Linked DNA regions of Manis pentadactyla: region 1 is linked to region 2. Evidence: chromatin contacts called from public Hi-C data. All regions are on one chromosome and are shown on one strand. Each heading gives the region's core, a stretch centred on a gene start, on an enhancer-like site or on the middle of the called end of the contact. The rest is flanking DNA. Distances are from core to core; before and after follow the strand shown. Region 1 holds the start of NFKB2 (nuclear factor kappa B subunit 2). Region 2 holds the start of PITX3 (paired like homeodomain 3).

Region 1 (4,862 bases), core at 592-3,091, 140 kb after region 2:
TGCCTTGGGCCAGGCATAGTGCTCCAGCTGGGCATAGAAACAGAGATAATCATTAGGTTGGAAATTAGTGAAACAAACAATGAAGAGGTTTCTTAATCCTAGATATATGAAGCTAGAGCAACCGTCAATAAACTACTTTGAATCAGTTAAAATCTCCAGGCCAGCACTGGGACTTATGGGTCTGATTGAGGGGTACAGTTGAGAGTTTCAGTATAATAGAAGTTTCATTGTACTATTCTCTCCACTCTTCATGTTTGAAATTTTCTATAATAAAAGTTTTTTTAACTCTTCAGATAAATTATAGCTCAGCATTTTATAACTAAAATAGCTTAACCCTTTGGGGTGCTTTTAGAGACATGTGGAAACTGGAAGAATTCATGCCGATTTCAGCTAGTGGTTTATGAGCACTCTGAAAGGACATTCGTGATTAGTGGTAACCAGCATTAATTTGGAGTATACCAAACTAACCTCATTTCATTTTAATTTAAAAGTTAAGGATCTGATTTACCAGAGGAATGTAGATAATATATCCCTAGATTTCAGCAAATTGTTGGTATTTTATGATATTCACTTGAGATGCCCAGTGGGGTGAAAAGACCGACCTGCTTTGTTTTATACAAATTTAGGGATAAGAGGTTCATCCTAGAGTTAATAGACTGGGTTTAAATGTTCACTCTGTCCTTTTCTGTGTATCTGGTTGTTACTTCACCTCTCTGAGCCATAATTTCTTCATCAGTAAGGGTAATATTTACCTCCTAGGTTTGTTGGGAGAAAGAATAATTTATACTCAAGTATGTTAATAATACCTGGTGCATTCCATCTATGGGCAAAATGAAGAAGCCAGGGAAGTAACAAGAAATAGCCCAAATCAAAGGCCGTAAGAGTCCCCCTTTAAGCAGAGATAGTGCAGGCCCCTAATTCCATTAGTTCAGGTGCAAGTTGCAGGAAAGATCTGAAAAAGCCTGTGTCCTACCGTTAGCTTAAAGGAGAATGCTCTGTGAATACAGCTGCATAGAAAGAGTTTCTTCTAAAAAGAAACTCTACCAGCCAGAGATGTCTAGCTTTGCTCAGTACTTTGTGAAATCCTATACTGACCTCGCTGCAGCTAGAATTGTTCAAGCAGACTTTGGGTCCATATGCGATTGCGATTTCCTACAACCAAAGGAGTTCAAATATAAATATTTTAGATGCCTTTTCAACTCTCATGTTCCAAGTCTCCGTGGTGGATGAGCAAGGCCTGAGTCTCCCAGATAAACACTTCATGTCCCTCCCCCCGCGCAGAGCTCCTGAGCTCAGTTTTTAAAGTCTGGCTGCTGTGAGCCTACCATTAACAAGAGTACGTTTTAGATCCAGGTTGTCTCCTGCAGGGAAGACAGAGCTACAGAAGAGGATTACGCAGCCTCCCTGCGGCTCCAGAGACGCCGCCAGATGGCGCCCTGGGACCCTCTGCAAGATCAACTTCCTTCCTCTTCCCCTAACTTCCCGGCAGCGGGGCCCCGCTCCGCTCGAGGGACCGAAGGGCTGGGGCCTACCAGCTTCCCCCTGGGGTTCCCCGGCTTCAGAGGTGACCAAGCCTTAGGAGCGGCATAACCCAAGTAATGACGAGTGCTGTTAGCCGTCTGAGTAAGGAGACTGGAGCCAGGGCCTTCTGCCGAGGGAAGGTGCTAGGCTAGCGGATACTGCCTGGAGCTGGTCCCCTTGCGAGAGCTCGCCCCTTGGTTGACCACCCTCCCTACTCTGGGCTCCTTACTCTGAGGGAATAGTTCCCCTCTAAGGGGCGCGCCTGATTGGCTGCGCCAGTCCGGGAGTTAAACTTTCAGCCAATGAAAAAGGGCATGGGGCGTGACGCACGGAAACGTCACGGGAATTGCCCCCTCCCGGGGGCCGAAAAGGGGCTTTCCCGGCTGGAGCCTGGTGGCTAAAGAGGTGTCGCGACCCGTTCAACGTGGGTCAGGCCGGGAGAGAAGCCGGAACCGGAGCCGCCGCCGCGGTGAGTGGGCAGGTTCAGATCCCCGGGCGGCCGGGACATGGAGAAGGGCGGAAGGAGGGCCCTTAACTGACCGAGCCCCAGGGCTGGAGAGCGGCTTATGCACACAGACGCAAAGCAAGCACACGAACAAGATACATGGATATCCTTGACTCAAATGTACAACTACACGTATGGCGGTGTGTGCACAGCAACCGTCCGTGCACTCAGACTCGCACACGCATGCACAAACATGCTCTTCCGTGCACGGATGCCTGGCCCCATACCCTTCACGCACAAACTCAGATATGTTCACCTTTGCCTTTATACATCCAGACATGTCCACACTGATAAGTTTAAGGACGCTCACCTGTACAGACATGAACACTTGCACACGCATGTTGGTGCCATGCACACAAGCACACGGGCCAAAAAACACTTGTATACCTGTGATGGAGGCAATGACTGGGGCCAGGGAACGTGGCCACCCAGAGCCGGTGCGGCGTGGGAATCAACAGCTGTTAGGATGTCTCGGGAAGAGGTAACAGAGGAGCCAATCCCGAGGAGGGGACACCCCTCCTCCCTCAGCCCCACAGCCCCAGAGTCCCGTTTCTGGGCAGAACCCCGGGGCCCCCCACTGGGAAGAGCCCCCGCCTACAGGCCTTCGGAGAGGAGGCCTTCCTACAGCAGGAATGTCCCCCCAAAAGCCCCCAGGGTGAATCAGCCGTGGCCTCCCCGGGGTAGAAAATCCCAAGGTTGCTCCAGGTCGGGGGAGGGGGAAAGGGTGAGTGCATACTAGGCCCTGAACTAGGAGCCTCTCCGGGCTGTGAAAGACCCTCCCGTCCCCGGAGCCTACCCTGGAGGGAACAGGGGGGTCCAACCCCCACGGGGGCTTCCCTAGTTCTGGTTGCATCTGCCGGCAGAGAGGCTGGCTGCACCCAAAGGCCAGCAAAGACCTCCCGCCCCTCCCGCCGCGGGGGCGTGGCAAATGATGTCATTTCCAGGCCCTCCCCCTCCGGCCCCGCCTCCCCCTGGTATTTTCGGGACTTTCCTAAGCTGTTCTAACTTTCCTGCCCCTTCCCCGGCCCAGCCTTGCCCAGCTCCGGATCTCGCCCGCCACACCCGAACGGGTGGCTGGAGGAGATCGGACCCTCCCCCAGATCTAGGCCGCCTGCCCCCCCACTCCGGTACTGATCTGTCTCTCCCTCTCTCCCCTCCTCCCCACCACTCCCCGCCACCTAAGGCGGGCTTCTGAAACTCTGGGAAACAGAACCGGGCCGGAGCCACCAGAAAGAGCCGGGCCTAGCCCAGAGACATGGACAGTTGCTACGACCCAGTGAGTCACGCTGCCTGGCCTCAAAGCCGGCAGGCTGTCCCCTTATGTATGTCTGCTTGTCTGCCTGTCTGTCCCGAGTCCCCACTGCTCACCTACACCTGTAATGCCCTCAGATTATCTCAGCCTGCCTGTCAGTCAGTCTGTCTGCAAACTACTTCCAATAGAAGCTCTCTTATGGGTCTTGGGAGGAGGGAGTAGTTACTAGGAGCTTACAGAACTGGGAATTGGAGGGCTCTGGGGGTGGCTCAGAATCAGCTGCCAACAGTCTGTCTCCACACTAGGGTCTGGATGGCATCATTGAATATGATGATTTCAAATTAAACCCATCCATTGTGGAACCCAAAGAGCCAGCCTCAGAGACAGGTTAGTGAGTCCCCTAACCTCTCCCTGTCTTAGAGGGATGGGGAGGGAGGAGCATGTGCCCTCTGCTTTGTGAATGAGCTCAGAGATCCTGCTCAGCAAGGTCCCTCTGTCCCCAGCTGATGGCCCCTACCTGGTGATTGTGGAACAGCCTAAGCAGGTAAGTGAATGGAAGGGATGGTATAGGATGGCTCAGCTTTGGGGGCAAGTCGGGTAATTGTAGCTGGGTAGCCATGGAGAGGGTAACTGACCACAGAGGCCAGTTTGAGTTGGGATGTTTCACTGCTGCTCATCACAGTGGTGTGGCTGTAGTTCAGGACAGTCACTGCAGTCATGGTCATTGCTAGCCAGGGTATGGCTGGCCGGGGAGCTGTGGGGGTTCTGTCCTGGTCACAATGTCACTCTGCCCTGGGACCTTCAGCGAGGATTCCGATTTCGGTATGGCTGTGAAGGCCCCTCCCACGGAGGACTGCCAGGTGCCTCCAGTGAGAAGGGCCGGAAGACTTATCCCACTGTCAAGGTAAGCCAAGATGGTGCTGGGGGATGGGCTAGTGGACAGTATGTCAAAGGGCATTACTGACAGCCCTGACGCCTCCCAGATCTGTAACTACGAGGGACCAGCCAAGATCGAGGTGGACCTGGTAACGCACAGTGACCCGCCGCGTGCTCACGCCCACAGCCTAGTGGGCAAGCAATGCTCGGAGCTGGGGGTCTGTGCCGTGTCTGTGGGGCCCAAGGACATGACTGCCCAGTAGGTGCCCCCTACCCCTGGCCCCCATTGGCATGCCTCCTAATTTCCTGCCAGTCCTAGGCCCCGGCCCACTTCTATGAGTTTAGCATTGGACCAAGGGGAGACTTACCTTGGCCCCAGAACTCAAGGCCCCAAGGAAAAACCAGAAAAGTTTCCTAGAGGAAGTAGAGCTGAGCTGAGCCCTGGCAGTGGGGAGGATGCCTCAGGAGGAAAGAACTGCCTGCAAGGCCCTTGACTGCTCCTCCCCCACTCAGATTTAACAACCTGGGTGTCCTGCATGTGACCAAGAAGAACATGATGGAGATTATGATACAAAAACTTCAGAGGCAGCGACTCCGCTCCAGGCCCCAGGGCCTCACAGGTATGTAGGGGAGGGAGGGAGTCATGGAAGGAGTAAAGACAGAAGAGGAGTTCAAGGGTCACATGTGTGCCCACTGCCCAGAGGCTGA
Region 2 (4,478 bases), core at 1,640-4,139:
AGATGCTATCAGGCTGATCTAATACTTGAGACCCCATCCTTCCAAATGAAGATTCTGTGGTTACAGTTTGGGCATAATAACAGCGATAATGCTTCTTATTTCTGTGGTACTTCTATGTTTGCTACAGGTTTTTGCATACGTGGTTTTATTTAACTTTTATAACCACCTTAAGTGGCAGAAAAGATCATTCTCATTTCACATCTAAGAAGATGAATTTGTTCAAGGTTACACAGATTGAAGAGATTTAAATTCAGTTCTCCTAAGACTAGGGACAGAGCTCTTTCCACTCCTCACCCCCTCAACCTCAGCAGCCATTTGTGGCTCTGACATGCACTGATCCTCCTCCCAAACCCTGAAGGATTCCATTCCTACTTCCTGCCTCTACATCTCTCTGGAAACGAGCTCTGGAAATTTGCTGCCCACTGTGTGCCAAGGAACATTTTCCTATTCATCCTGAGCTTGCATCATTCCAGTTCTAAGAGGCCCCCTCATCTCCGGTTTCAGGATTTGGGGAGCAAATGAGTCTTCTGCTTATCTAGGCCTTTCATTATTCTGTGGATTCCCATCCTATCTCACCTTCCAGAGGCCTAAACTTGGAAGGTTGCTCTCTCCAGCAGCCCCTAGCTCCCCATTCTGCTGACCATTCTCTGACCTTCTCTAGGTCCATGACATGCTCCCTAAGAGCCAGTGACTAGGCAAGCACTCAGTTGCATGGTTTTATTCATGGATGGGAGAAAGTTCTGTCTTGTTTCCAGTCATCTTCATTACAATGCTGTTGTTTTTGGTCTTTTTGGCAAAAGCAGAACTTTGGGCTAAGATCTTAAGGGAACCATCTGTGATGCTGTCCCTATTTCTTTCCTGACTTCAGAGCCTTTTATCTCACCCATAATTTCAGTGATTTCAAAGGTGATGGTAGCACAAGGCTCTGAAACGTATATCAGAATATGGTGGGGGTAATTGGGGTGTGCCTATATATTTATCAAAAGAGGGCAAGGGAGAAAAAAGGCTGATAAACAATGTCCTAGCCAGTGATAAGCAAACGTTAAAATTGAGGAATGGAGGTGGGAGTGTGGGGAGTATGTATCATATACTTATGAGTGGAGAGTGAGAAAGGTTGAGACCCACTTGTTTAGATTACTCATTGCTAAACACATCACCTTATCCATGTCCCCGTGAAAACTCAGTCCCCAGCTGGGTTGTTTTGCTCACTTGCACAGAATTTCCTTCCTACCTTCTCTCAGCCACCAGGGTGGTGTTGGGATTGGTGGAGCTGGGGAAGCAAAAAGGGAAAGGAAACCATAGGATTTGCTTTGATAAAGGGCTGCAGTTTTCTCTTCAGACCTGGGCTCCTGCCCTCTTCAGGGAAGGAGCTTTTACCTGGGGACACCTCGGCAGGAGTCTGGGGGTGTCTAGTCAGCTGTATTGGAATAAGGGGTTGACTTTGAGTTTGCCAGGGAACCGAGGCTGTTGAGTTTGTGTTGGGCTCCTCCTTGCCCTCTGTGGTTCATTTCTTCCTTTCCTGGTGTTGACTCCTACTAGCAGTCCCACCATTGGCTTTCTCTCCTCAAATTTGGATTCTGGAATTTTGGGGGTGATGCTCGGAGCTAGTCTTGGTTAGAGAGGAAATGTCTCCCAGTGCCACTCCACGCCAAAGGCAGGCTGCAACCTTTACTCTCACTCCCTGCTCCTGGCCCCCTCAGCCCCGAGCAGCACAAATAAGTTTGCAAACTGTTGGCTGGGATTCGAGGCGAACCATCACAACGAACCCCACCGCATACGGTATTAGCAGCTGAGCAGGCGCTGCCGGTTAGATGGACCTGCCACTCGGCCAGGGACATTCTGTCCGCCGCCTGCCGACACAGCGCTTACTTCGGAGGGACCCACCTCGCCGCCCCGGACATTCTGTCCGCCCCGAGCCGCGTGCGCAGCGGACATTCTGTCCAATTTCGTGACAGCCCCAAGCCGGGACCCATCCCGGCCCTGACTTTCCAAGCAGAACAAGCCAGACCTGCCTCCTGGTCACTCGGGTTGCCCAGTCTCGGCCCTGCTGTCTGCACAGCGGCCATCTGATCCTGGCGCGGCCGGGCTCTAGCAGCACCGCTCACACAGCAACTGCGAAGCAGCTGGGAAAAGAAGCGTGTGCGACCAGACGCACTTCTGTTCCTAGCCCCTGGAGTCTGAGCCCAGCTGAGGTGCGTCGGGTGTCGCTAACTGCCCGATTGCTGGGAGGCCGCCGCCAGCTCCCCCCTCTGGCCAGGGCCTCGGCAACCCCTTTTCACTGCCTGGCTGCCCGCCCCGCGCCACCGGATTCCAGGGCGCTTTCTGGTAATGGTTCCCCGGCTCTCTACTCCCTGCTGCGTGGAGCTCCTGTCCTGGCTTCATGTCCCCAGTTTCCCTGCGGATCGTCTGAATCCTCATTTCTGTCTCTTAAGTCCTGACGCTGAGTTTCCTTCCCTTTTCCGAACTCCTGGCTTCGGGTCTGTAGTCCGCCCTCCCAGTCACCACCCGTTCCCCAGGTACCGTTCCCGGGTTCAGCCACCCCAGATCCCGTTTTAGGGATCTTTAAGTTCGGCCACGGCCCCTTGGCCGCGTGAACCTCTATCCCCCGCTTGGTCAAGCACTCACAGTGAGTCCCGCAGCAGGCAGACTCCCGGCAGCGCTGGCGGCGGCCGCAGTCTAGAGGGCAGGCAGGGGCCAGGGGCCGGGCACCCGGCCGGGGTGGGGGCCGCCCCCCTGCGCCTGGGCCGCCGCTCGGCTCCGGCACTCCTGGACTCGCTGAGGGAGAGAGGGAGGTTGGCCGCGGACTGCCACCCCCAGCCGGCGTCCATTCACTTTATGGCAGCCCAGGGCGCCCCCAGCCCGCTGCTGCGAGCCTCGCGCGTCGGGCCCCGCCCCCATCCAGCTGCGCTGCCCCGGCTCCACCCTTTCCAGCTGTGAATTTTCAGGCCCCGCCTTCGGGGGAGGGGTCCGGCCGGCGCACCGCCTAGAACCCCTCCCCCTGGCCAATCGGAGGCGCTCCTTAGCATCCGGGCCACGCCCCCCCCACGTGGCTGAAACCGCGCTCCAGCGAGAACGCTTTGGCAGAACCGAGCAGGCGAGAGTAGAGTGGAATGTGTAGTCCGGTGGAGTCCGGTGGAGCAGCGTCCGCCGGCGGCTAGTTGTGGGGGGGCGGGCCAGGCCGCCCACGCTAGCGAAGTGGAGCGATGCTAGGGGATAGGGTTCCCGGGGTACCAGATGCAAGGGCTCCGCGGCCGGGAGAGGCCGCAGGGTTTCAGCGCTCACTCGGTTGCCGCTCAAGTTTCGCAGATTTTTTCCACTTGTTGCTGTCTGTCTCTCCTACCTTTTGTCTCTGCTCCAATCCTCCCACGTCTCGCCTTTCGCTCTTCTTCCTTCTCCGTTGCTTTGCTCCTGCTGTTTGTTCCTCACCTTTCTTTTCTGCCACTTTGAAAGGTTAATTTCTCTTTCTGCTCCTCTTTTTCCTCACATCTTTCTCTCTTTGAGCCCCCCGCACCCCCGCCCTCGCCCCTTTCCCAAGTTTGGAATGAGACAAACTAAAGCAACATTCTAACCCTGCCACCACGACACCATCACCAAGTGATCTTGGACAAGTAACTTAACTATACCCCCTACTCCCGTGCACCCTTAAAATTAAAGGGGACTTTTGCTGGATCTCAGGATTTGGGCTAGGCCCTCTCAACTCTGGGTGGTTTGCCTGTCAGTCTTCACCTTTGGCTTGCCCAGGCTATCTTTTCCCAGCCTTAATGATGAAACCAGGTTCAATCCTGCGGGCAAAGTGTGGCCTTGGTGCTTGCTAGTTAGGAAGTTCCAAGGGACAGGACAGATGTTCCAAAGAACAGGTGGAGTCAGGCTGGGTTGCCTGAGGGCCCTAAGCCCTGTCACACAGTATGCTTCTAAAGTAAATCTGACAAGTCATGTCTTTGTTTAAAACTCTTCGATGTCTCCTGACTGCCCTCAGATAAAGGTCAGGCTCCCTAGCATGGCAAACAAGACTTTCAGGACCTGACCTTGTCTTATTCTACAATCTCTCATTGGTTTCCTGCACAGCTCTGGCCTTTATTCTGACAGTAACATATTTCCAACCAGTTTTCATCTTGCCAGCTCTGTCCATCCTCCTAAGCTCCAATCAGGCCTCATTTTCTCTGGGAAGCAATTCCTCAACTCTCCAGCTAGCTAGCTGTCTAGCCTCTTTCTCCCATAACCCCCCATTAACCCTCTCTACTCCCTCTTTTACCCTACCCACCATACTGAAGAGATCAGCTTATGTGTTGTCCCCTATGATAAGATTTAGGAAGGTAAACACCATATCTTCCTCATGTTTCTATTCCTAGGAATAATGTAGGAACTCAGTACTGAAATTTCTGAACTGTTTTGCCTGGTAAAATGATGGAACTAAGAAGGGACTGGGGCATTGTCATCTATCTCCTCCTCATCTCTAACCCATAAACCCATTTAGGTTA

What was found. A called contact is a pair of places that touch in the nucleus more often than the background predicts.
Region 1: a contact with region 2 is called in a Hi-C map of blood, with 3 times the contacts expected there. The contact joins the promoter of NFKB2 here to the promoter of PITX3 in region 2. A contact is called at or near these places in 3 of 3 Hi-C or Micro-C datasets (blood, fibroblasts and skin fibroblasts).

Annotation. Positions count from the first base shown.
Region 1 is chr8:112,954,425-112,959,286 of mManPen7.hap1, forward strand. It overlaps NFKB2 (nuclear factor kappa B subunit 2), which reads left to right and starts at 1,842. Exons shown (of 23, transcript XM_036898510.2): 1 at 1,842-1,990; 2 at 3,210-3,302; 3 at 3,584-3,665; 4 at 3,782-3,822; 5 at 4,084-4,182; 6 at 4,262-4,413; 7 at 4,668-4,774; 8 at 4,856-4,862. The coding sequence starts at 3,282.
Region 2 is chr8:112,813,322-112,817,799 of mManPen7.hap1, forward strand. PITX3 (paired like homeodomain 3) reads right to left here and starts at 2,890. Exons shown (of 5, transcript XM_036898978.2): 1 at 2,626-2,890; 2 at 1,158-1,270. The coding sequence starts at 1,166.